Linked DNA regions of Oryzias latipes: region 2 is linked to region 1. A link is a contact called in public Hi-C data. All regions are on one chromosome and are shown on one strand. The core of a region is the stretch at or near the end of the contact, and the rest is flanking DNA. Distances in the headings are between cores, read along the strand shown.

Region 1 (5,367 bases), core at 511-3,010:
TGTCATTGTTTTCTTTCATTTCTGTTTGTATTTTGAGGCTTTAACTGCTCTGTCTAAATGAGAGAAGAATTGGCTGTAGTCACTTTTGACGATGTGTGCAGTGTAACGTAGAGAGCTTCTTTTTCACATCTATTGTTTGTGTCCGTACGCCAACTGATGTGTCTGTCTGTCCAGTTGTCCGTCCCTTTTTATCCGGAGGAACTTACAACCAACATAATAGAAATTTCTTTAATATGTAATATTCTTTTTTTTTTATGAAACAGTTTTGGAGAAAAAAAAAACTGTATATAGAATCCAACCTAAAAAAGAAAAACCGAACTTTCATACCTCACATAACTCAAAGGAACTTGGGAGGAGAGTTTTTGCAGGCACATGTGAAAGTCCCGAGCGGCATATGGAGAGAAAAAAAGATTAAACGCGTCTGTAGGAGCTCCTAAAGGACTCTTTCCTCCAGCTCTGGGGCCCGGTTATTGTTTCAGACGGAAGAACATGCCAGAAGGTGAAACCTTAAAGGCACGGAGCTGAAACGGCCAGAAAACGAGGGACTCTGCAGAGTGTTTTAATGGAACTGAATGTAGCTGACAGATTGATGGGGTGGGGACAGACCCCGCAACCGCACCTCCACACACCAGCAGAACAGATCACGGTGTCAGGCAACATTACAAACAAAAGAAAAACACAAACTGAAAACATTTGTGTTGCCCATCTGCAAGGTGCAGTGCAGCTTTGTGCGTTTTCTGTGTTCAGCTTTCATCCACTTTCCCGCCGCCTGTTCGGTGTAAAAAGTCTGTCATCCCACTCTCATTTAAATGGTGGGGGGGGGGGGAACTGCAGGAATTGTGTAATGCTTGTCACATTTCCACGTGCGCTCCCTCTCACCTGTGCATGCAGATATTCTAAAGTGCCCCGTGACATTCATCATGAACCTGTGCCTCCTTGTTTGCTAAGAGATAACATCCTACCCCCCCCCCCCCCCCCCACCATGATCCTGCCACCACACCTGTGCGCTGTGTGGTGTTTGTGTGTTCACCTGTGGAGCCAGAATCAGCTCATCCAAAGGATTGATGGGGGTGTTGGCAGGAATGGAGGGTGAAGAGATGGGGGGGGGGGGGGGTCATTGATGCAAGCACCCACATCACCAAAGTTCAGAATGAATCTGTCCCATTTGTCCAAAGTCTCCTTAAAGTCACCCCCCCCCCTCCCTAAAAAAACCCTGCAGAATTCAGAAAATACCCCGAAAAATTCTGTTTGCTGTTCTAAGTTCTGACGACACGCTTCAAAGATGCCCCCCAAGAGTGAAGCCCCCTCTCTACACCAGACTGGTCTGTGCTCAGATGAGTCCTTCAACAGTCTGCCGGGGTTTTGAAAGGCTGGTTTTGTGGGGCTCCAAAGCCCGACCCCTCACAAAACTGGGTTTGAATGTTGACAGTTTGGACCAGAGTGGAATCTGTCTATAACGTCCTGCAATTCTGTTGTTGTGTTCGAGCCCCCCACCCCCATGCCAAATGTAGTAACTAAGACATGCAGGTAGCAAGATGTCTATGCAATCCCCCCCAAGCCCCCCGAGAAGGTGGTCTCAGCGTAACAACAAAGAGCCCGTCTCGATGACGAAATCTAATTTGGCCATGCTTGAATTCCCGAGGCTCTGAGCATGACCCAAAAACCCGGATCGCTGGCCTTGAGCTCGGCCCGTAAATCCCCCAAGCCCCCCTGGGGTCCCAGAGACGAGGAAGGGGGGAGTGGGAATGCTATGGAGAACAAGGATTCCACGGGATGTGATGTTTTTTTGTAAACTGCTCTGAGAGCAGAGTGTGCGCGCGCGTCTGTGTGTGTGTGTGTGAGGCGCTTGGAAGGGGTTTGTTGTAGTCCAGGGCTCTCATAGTTCGGTCGCTTTAGGGCCTCAGAACCCACATTTGTGAAATTCCTGTCTCAAATCTTCATGTCCTGGGAGCAAGACAAGAGGTTAGACATCTAAATGTGAAACCTTTGACTTGTGAGGACGGTTTTTATCGGATTTATATTTAAAGAAATGAAACAGAAAAGTTAAAACCTCCTGAGATGAACCTGCTGACCCTCCATTTTTGCTAAAGCACTTAACTCAAAGCACTTTGAAAGGCTGGACCCCCCCCTTAAAGTGGAGGAATCTTTAGTTCTAATTGTTACTAGATGAAGAAAAAGTTAGTTTGTAACCAAATGCTTTTTGCACCATTTTAATGTTTATTTAAATTAGTTTAAGCCCCAAAAATTCCAGAAGCTTTAGCCTTTAGGCAAATCATTCAACAAAAAAAGAATACATTCTTTTACTTTTGACAAAGTGCAATAGGTCAAAGAGTAATTCGATCTGTTTCGTACATTTAGGGAACTGTTGCATCCTTTCATGAGAGCCTCCTGTCCAAGCGCACACACGTGCAGACACACACACACACACACACACAAATGACTATTTGAGAGTGGGTGAAAGAAGCTATTGAAGGATTCTCTCAGGTAAAAAGGAAAAAACATTTTCTAATAAATGATGATAAACCTTAGAAGAAAAGCCATTGTTCCTTTTGTTTTTTGCTTCTTCTTCTCCTCAATTATCAATTTTCTTGTGCATTTTCTCCAGTGTAGCGCTGAAACAAAAAGAATTGATGTCTGTGTTAATACAAATTGGAGTTGACCTTCACACAGAAATCCTCAGCGGGTCCTTGCTTTATTAAGCCGAAATGAAAAGAATAGTGTTTGGAGTCTTCTTCATGCTGCATGCAGTGGAAGTGGTGGATGGGAAACAGCTGCAGTGGTAGAAATGACCGGATGTCAGACGTTCTGTCAAAGCCCGCGTGGTCCAGTGACACTGCTCCTGGACTCTAAGGCCAAACTAAAACCAGTTTTGTCAGGTTTCATTTCTGGAGAGACAGAATTCAAGTCATTCAAATGTTTGCTTACACAAAGTTTCTGTGTAGGAGGAAATATGATGTTGCGCTTCAAAAAATCTTCTTTACACGGCCAAATGTTTGTTTAAATTAACATTAAAACCTCCCAACTAAGTTTAGAGGGAAAAGTGAAGTAAATGTCCCAAAATAATCCTGTTTACTCAGTCAGGTGAAGACTTCCTGTTAGTTTCAACCAAGCCCCTTGTTCAGATCTACAACCCTCCACGCCACATGTGGGACGACCAGAACCTGAAGCTAATGAAAGGCAGATGGTCGTGATGTGTAACACAAACGCTTAAAGACCCACTCCGATGAAATTTGTGTTTTTAACATGTTCTTGTGGCATTTTCCTGATGATTGAGAACATATATATAAAGAAAATTAAGCTTAAAATTGACTTTCCGAGTATGTCTTTAATTCTTGTGAATCAGGAGCAGACAAAAAAAATCAAGGGGCAGTTCGACAAAGATCTTATTTGTGATGTAGAAAAAACTTTGACGCTCACATGCGTTATCTACAGAGAAAATACATAAAAGCAAAAGACGAAATACTGCAAACCTTTAGATTTAAAAAAATGAAAAACAAGTTTTTACCTATTGATATTTCTGCAGAGTGGAAAGATAAAGTTTTTCGCGTCCTGCTGAAGGATTTCAGGTCAATTTTATAGCTTTTTGTTTTCACCTCAAGGATTTATTAATCAGATTATCTTCAAAACGTTCGCTAAGACATTAGAATACTGGAGATAAATCTGATTTAATGAAAAAAGCTTTACTGATTTGTAAGAGGAAATTAAAAATCGGATGTCTTACTTAGATATCCGATGAGGAATATTACATTAAGCCTAATAGAATCTTGATTTGAATAATTTGATGGCGTTTCTGTTCGTTTGAACAGAAAGTTGGCTGTGACTGAATGGCAGAACAGGACACAAAGTCAGCCAAATCTTCGGCTGTTCTGTAAATACAATAGTTAAAAATAGTGTTTTTTATTTTATGCTGAAATTATTTATGTCCTTTAATGGTTCTTTCATTTTTTTAAATTCAAAAATGTTCTTTAATCTGGTTCAGCATCAAAATTCCTAACATTTAGATTATTTTCCTTTCATGAGTGTATCTTCTAAAAAAACACATTTATTTGTTCAAAAAGCCATCATCATCATCATCATGTTTGTGTACATTTTTGCTTTTCTCCTGAGCAAATGCCTGAAAGTTCAGTCCTTTCCCTGACATTTCCAGTCGCTGCACCTCCTGTCCTCTAAGGTCGCGGTGACGGCAGCAGCATTGTCCACGCCGTCACGCTACTCCAGAACCTACAGAGGGACTGAGGTTGCTGCACACCGTTGTGCCGGGAAATGGACATGTGGCAGGGATAAGCATGCTAATGCTGTGCTTGTTGTGTCTGGGCTGTACATTTGACCGCAAAAGCCCCTTTTTTAGGTTGTGGCACTGAAAAGTTTCTATACAGCAGGGTGTAGATGATGCCAACAGAGGATAAAGGAAAAAAGCGTTTTAAGATCTTTAAACCTTCAAAAGTAGATTGCAAAAACCCGGACCAGATGAAAAAATTCAGCCTGCGATGACTCCAACAAATATGAACTTTACTGCAGGTTTTCAGGCAAAGCTGCCTTTAATTCCAACTCCCATTAAATGATCCCTTATTGATGGCTTGAGTTGACCTCCTCTTGGCATCATGTTTGGACATCAGCAGAGATTGATTATGAAAACTGTGGAATTTTATCTCGTGACAAGATTTATGTTCAGAGTTAATAACCCCTGGAAATCATTTTTTAAAGTTGCACACATTCTGATTAAATACTAAATCTAAACTAGTTGGCAACAGCAATGTAATTTAAAAACTGTAAAACACGTACCTGCATTAAAAAAATGTCTTTGCTACAAAGTAAAAGTTAAAACAACCATGTTATCAACGTTTTTAGAATAAATTTAGAGAACTATAGCAAATAAAAATAAATACGAAAAAGGGTTGGGTCATATTTTTTCCAGTTTCACGCAAAAGATTAATTTATTGATAATTTAGTCATCCTAAATAGCGATATTAGCTTAAATGTATATGTTGTATGTTATTCGATTATCAACTAAAAACTTTGCCATGCAATAACAAAACTGTGCCACAAGGTGGTGATGGAGGGTCCAAGAGAATACAATGTTAAATAAGGTTTAAGCCTTATCTTTACCAAATTCATGTCTCAGTTATTGATCAAAAACAAATTTAAGCAAACAATTTACCATTTTTGAATTCTTTGAGGCAGATTAAGAGCCTCTGGAGGCTGACTGTGGTATTGCGCTTTTGGTCAAGGTGTAGGATAAATAAATATTAGGAAAAAAGGTTTTTGAGCTACAAAAGTGCCACAAGTTTTGTGTTTGGACACATTTATCATTTCAAATTATAATTAAAATCACCCATAGTTGTCGTGACATCAACAAACGCTATAATT
Region 2 (5,293 bases), core at 1,593-4,092, 180 kb before region 1:
CAACAGCCATAATGACGGCGTGTGGGGCAGCACGCGGGCTCCAAGGCGCTCGTGCCAGCAGTGTTCGCCGAAAGCAGGGGTACGCTGCTGGCACGGAGGGGCACGTTTGGTGTATTTTTAAGGCCCCAGAATTGGAACGCCTGCTTACAGTCTGGAACGCGCATAGTCCAGTCACGCATGCATGCGTGCACGCGCGCGGACACAAATGCACTCTGTCCCAACTTGCAGTGGCACACCTCCTGAAACTATGGCAGTATTTATGTAATCTAGTGGTTTTGTTCCGCCGACTAAATGTGGTTTCAGACTTTCTCTCCTTCAGCTGTGAAGTTCCTGTTTTGGTATCGCAGTCAAAACTTTTAAACAATTTTTATATTTATTTTTGTTTATGGCTACTTAAAATAAAAAGCTGAGCAAACTGTGGATGAAAAAAACAAAAAAAAACAAAAACAAAACAGTGATAAAATCCCCAAAATAAAAGCCCCGGTCTCTGTGTTGAGCTCAAACGGTTTTGAACCTGCTTAAGGACATCAGACTGGACCACCTCAGGTCATAGAGAGTACCAGAGGGTCTTCTTGCTTTGCACACTTTTTACCCAAAGAAGCAGTCAAGGTGATCCAGGCTGCCAGCTATGACAGTAAATTTGAAGGGACATGTAAGATGACCGATACTATGGCAGAAATCCAAGGATAGACTTGTAAACAAAGTGATACGGGTGTGTGATACGGGTGTATGACACTGCGTGTGTGTAACTGAAGTCAAATAACTACTGGATATAGAAAACATTTAGGAGTAAACACTAAAGACGCATTGATTCCCTATCCCCACGATTTGGTTCAAACCTCGATTTTTGGGTTACGGTTTAGTTTTGGTTCGACAAATGACTTGTGCTCTAACAAAACAACAAAAAAAAATGAAACGTGTAAAAATCCCTTTTTCATTTCCTCATAAGCAAGTAACAACGAAGAAAAACCTTTTAACCGACTTATGGTAAGCCTAGTGTAATGTAATAAAAAAATAAACGCGTTAAATTTTGAACAATTGTTTAACACTTTAAATGTAAACATACTGGTATGCAGTTGGGATGCAACTATTCACTTTCCCCACAATTTGGTTTGCTGATGTAACATACTGTTCGGTTTACGATCCAGAATTGTGCCATCCGTATAAAACATCGAAATGTGCTGAGTCGTTGCACATGTGCGCAACCCAGTCTTTTTGAGAGTTGGTATTATTTTTTCCACAAATGCACCAGTTGAAATGTTAGTTTTGACACACTTGCCCCCAAATACCCCTTCTTTTACACCAAAAGGGATTTTACAGCGAATGCACAAGGTGCTGATTGTCGCTCCCTTTAATAATGCTGTCTTGTTATTCCACGGCCCCCTACTTTTTATCATTCCTCAACTCGAGTTAAACCATCCCCAGTCCAAGGGGTGTCAGGGGTTTGATTGGCGATCGTCAATACAACAGTGACAAGTTGTTGGGCCTGTTGCAGCCGCTTGCCTCTGAATGCCTTCATTGCTGCATGAAAGCAGCAGGAATAATTAAATCTCTCTGTGTAATCAGTGCACTCAAAGGCTTGCCAGGGTTTCCACTCTCTGCTCGGTTTTTCAAAGGGACAAAGGGGGCAGAACGTATTGATTTTAGCTGAATGTATGGATTTCCCCGTCAAGATGGGTAGCTGATGGAAATAAAGAAAATCATTTGGGCTGATATTTTTTTTTCTTTTCAATTATTTTTCAAAGGACTACGCAAACGAGAGGTTTTTATCTCAGCTAACACCAGCCAATGTTGGGGCAGAAGGATACTTAGAGTTCTGGGGTCTATATTTATTGTGTGTCAACACGTGGAGTTAGAGTTAGAAACTTTCCATTGATGTGAACCAAAACAGAGTCAATCCAGGTTACTTGAATGTTATATCAGCTGGTTTTGCCCCAGGTGCCTCTCCATTAATCATTAGCCATCAGTTTAAATGGCAGTGGACTGTCCTTAGGTTGCTGATTAGCCATAGACAAATTTGTCACTCAGGTATGAACATGCTGCGGAAGAATCCCAAGTGGACCAAGTGCTCTCCATCAACAGGGCAGCCACGTGTTTGTCTTTGGTTTTCCTGCAGAACCAATGGTAAATATTGAATTGGGCCTAAATACGCGATCTTAGCTCATGAGTTTGTAATGTGAGGCCACTAGACAGATGAATACAGCCTTATTTGACTTTCTTAACCCTTGGATGCATAACCTACCAATACTTGCACATTTCCACAGGTAGGGTCAGATATGACCCTAAATAGAACCAAAGCGCAAAATACAGCATTTTTCGGAGTTAACGTTATTTTTTTTGCATAGTTTGGCTGAGGGTCTGAATTATGAGATTAAAAACATATAGCAACAGCTTCTAAAAGGCACTGTAGGTGTGTGTATCAGTGTTTGCTACTGACAACAACGTAGAAGAAGAACCACAGACTTGGCAGAATTTTCCCAAGTGACACCAACGATGAAGAATTCAACATATTAAGTGATTTGAAGTGATATAAAGAGCTAAGTTGACTTGTTAGCATGTTCTTCATAGTATAGTTATCTGAATAATTGTTTAAATGTTGCGCTAATATACTAGACTTCTCTAATTTTTCATTAAACTAAATACAGTTAAAAACCCGTGGGGTCACTTTTGGCTCAACTTATGCATCAAAGGGTTGAAGTCCTTAACTGTCTTCCAACATCTATTACTGTGACCCTTATTCCTTCTTGTTTTTTTCTGCCCCCGCCCCCATCATGTCTGCTCTTGCTCCCCTTTGGAGGGGCAGACCTCCAGCGCTCAAATGTGAACAGCATCCTCTTATGTAATCCCTCTGTGTGCAGCTGACGTCAGAATCCGAAGCCGCTTTCACATGATGTCAGAGCTGTCTGTAGAAGCAGAGGGCATGCTGGGTAGGTCGGTGTCTTGGTAGCTATTCCTGTCCTGAGCGGGGTGTAATGGGAAGGCCTGAGATTTGATGGTTGTTTGCGTGTCCTTGACAGAATGTGGAGATGTTATGTTCCTGTTCACTGCGATAACTGTTGTAGCAACCAAACCAGTTATTGTGCCAGAGCAGCGATGTCTTTGACTGTCTAATCAGAGCATGGTGGCTTCATATTGATATTTCTGCATTAATCGTGTCTATTGGACATTATTACTTATTAGATATAAACACTATAGATTAGCAACTGAAATGTATCTGCATCCAGTCACCAGCTCAGAGTGATTGTTGTTTTTACTGTTCACTTCCGACTCCACATGCCTGTTAGTCTCATGTTCAGCGCTGTCTCTGTTCGGCTGACTCGGATGGAGGATGAGCCTGGGGGTCTTTCAGATGTTGCCTGTGATCTATTCAGATGTTGCCTGTGACTTATTAGATCATAGCTTCCATATGGAAGAGGCTGGCATGGCAGTTAAGCCAGAGTGAAAGCAGCCAAGCACAAAATGTCATCTGATAATCCAAAGACTGCTGTGTAACTCAGCTAATTGATGCTGCGGTTTTGTAAAGGAGTGCACATCTGTCGTGGAGGTCAAACAGTTTATTTAAACTGTTTTTCTATCATTTTTCTGGCATTTTTGTTCTTATTTGCTGAATATAACTGAACGTAACCATCAATAAGTAGTGTACATTAGAAACCAAGCAAGGCAGTGAAGCTCCAGATCAGATCTGGGAATTTTTGGTGGAGGAAGATGTGCTTCAATAGAGGGCTCTGAAAGATGAACGCTCCTAAGTTTTGATAAAAAGCTGCAGTAACCAATCGTTCAAGCTTCTGGGATGAGATCCGCTGAAGTTTCGATTATTTTGTTTTGGAGTATTAAAAGATGTGCACTAAGTAACATGGCTGTGATGAGCAACATCCGTCCATCCATCTTCAGAACTTGCTAACTCCCTTTTGGGGTTACATGAGTCAACCCAGCTACTGTTGGACGAAGGCGGGGTACACCCTGAACAGGTCACCAGGGCCACACACAGACAATATACTCACATACACAGTTAGGAGAAATTTAGAGACACCAATTAACCATTGAAGCTTGTTTTTGGACTGTGGGAGGAAACCGAAATGCCCAAAGAAAACCCACACACACACGAGGAGTAGGCTTATTCAACAAATCAACATTTTTTGACAGTGCCATATCAGGTTGTGCAGTACACATCGCAAAAGACTGTAAACTGTGTTATAGTTACCTTAAATGTTTACACACATGCATTGACAGAGATACTGTTATGTTTAAAAAAAACAATTCTCACACTACCTACATTGGTCTTAATTGTTGTCCAGGACTACCAGAAAGGTAGATATTTGGTCTTTGATGAGTTTCCTAGACATGCGAGTTCCTTCGTTTCTATTATTAAGATAGCTTACAGTACAATTCATGTTGACTTTTTATTCAAATGTGGAAAGCAAATGATATTTTAGTAGTTTTTTGTTTTTCCATTTTTTTAATGTATCACAAGACTTATCATGACCGCAATTTGGTTCACTAATATCCCAGATTGCAAGTTTTCCTCATATTGTGTGGCACTAACGAAGAGAACATGCAAACTCCACACACAAAGAGCCCAGTAGGGATTTGATCCAGTCACTGCTGGGCCTTCTCACTGTGAGGTAAGAGGGCTAACCACTGCGTCAGCCCGACGCAGCCCGACTTTAAAATATCAGTGTTGTTATTCTCCACTGTAACACATGTACCACAAAGTTTATACATACCTGAAGGTATTTTATTCTTTAACAAAACATGACACTTTCATAATGTTCATCCTGTATGGCTACATTTTAAAGAAACAAGGATATTTTCCACTTTCTGATGAATATTACAGTCAAAAAGCATTATAAATATGATACTTGCTGTCCAAATTTGGATGAAAAAGCAGAGAAAAGGTATAACTCATAATAATCTTTACAGTAATGCATCTTGAGAGTGATTTTGCCTGTTTAGAAATTAATTTTGGATCTATATTCCACTAATAATATCAATTGAGAGTTATTATTGGTGGCTGGCAAATTAATAATATTCTCCAAAATCGGAGAAGGGGTCGAGACCTCAGGTTTGATGCAGTTGCTGTTTCGTTTCTTCAGAGGCTCTGCTGCTGATAACCATGCTGTCATGGTGAACGTGACAAGAGATTATCAGCTGGTCTTCATGCAGACCTGCTGTCTGTACGACATGGCATCCATTTAAACTCAGATACGTTTGCATGACTGCAGAAAACATCCAGGCTAAGTTCATGTGCCCCCCGCCCTTTTTTGAAAAATTCATTGCTTCTTCCTTTCTTCTC

What was found. Hi-C and Micro-C count contacts between places; a contact is called where the count stands out from the background.
Region 2: a Hi-C map of embryo shows a contact between it and region 1, with 2.6 times the contacts expected there. The contact joins two enhancer-like sites. A contact is called at or near these places in 4 of 5 Hi-C or Micro-C datasets (embryo, fibroblasts and gastrula embryo).

What each region holds. Positions count from the first base shown.
Region 1 is chr19:18,274,129-18,279,495 of ASM223467v1, reverse strand. It overlaps a transcript of thra not described here. Among protein-coding and RNA genes, the nearest start is that of LOC111946421, 8.1 kb to the right of the region's middle. Within about 2 kb of position 1,760, at least 3 of the 8 cell types and tissues checked have an H3K27ac peak or open chromatin away from gene starts, as enhancers often do. A contact at or near this core is called in embryo, where this site is marked.
Region 2 is chr19:18,450,525-18,455,817 of ASM223467v1, reverse strand. It overlaps a transcript of thra not described here. Among protein-coding and RNA genes, the nearest start is that of LOC110017230, 98 kb to the left of the region's middle. Within about 2 kb of position 2,842, at least 1 of the 8 cell types and tissues checked has an H3K27ac peak or open chromatin away from gene starts, as enhancers often do. A contact at or near this core is called in embryo, where this site is marked.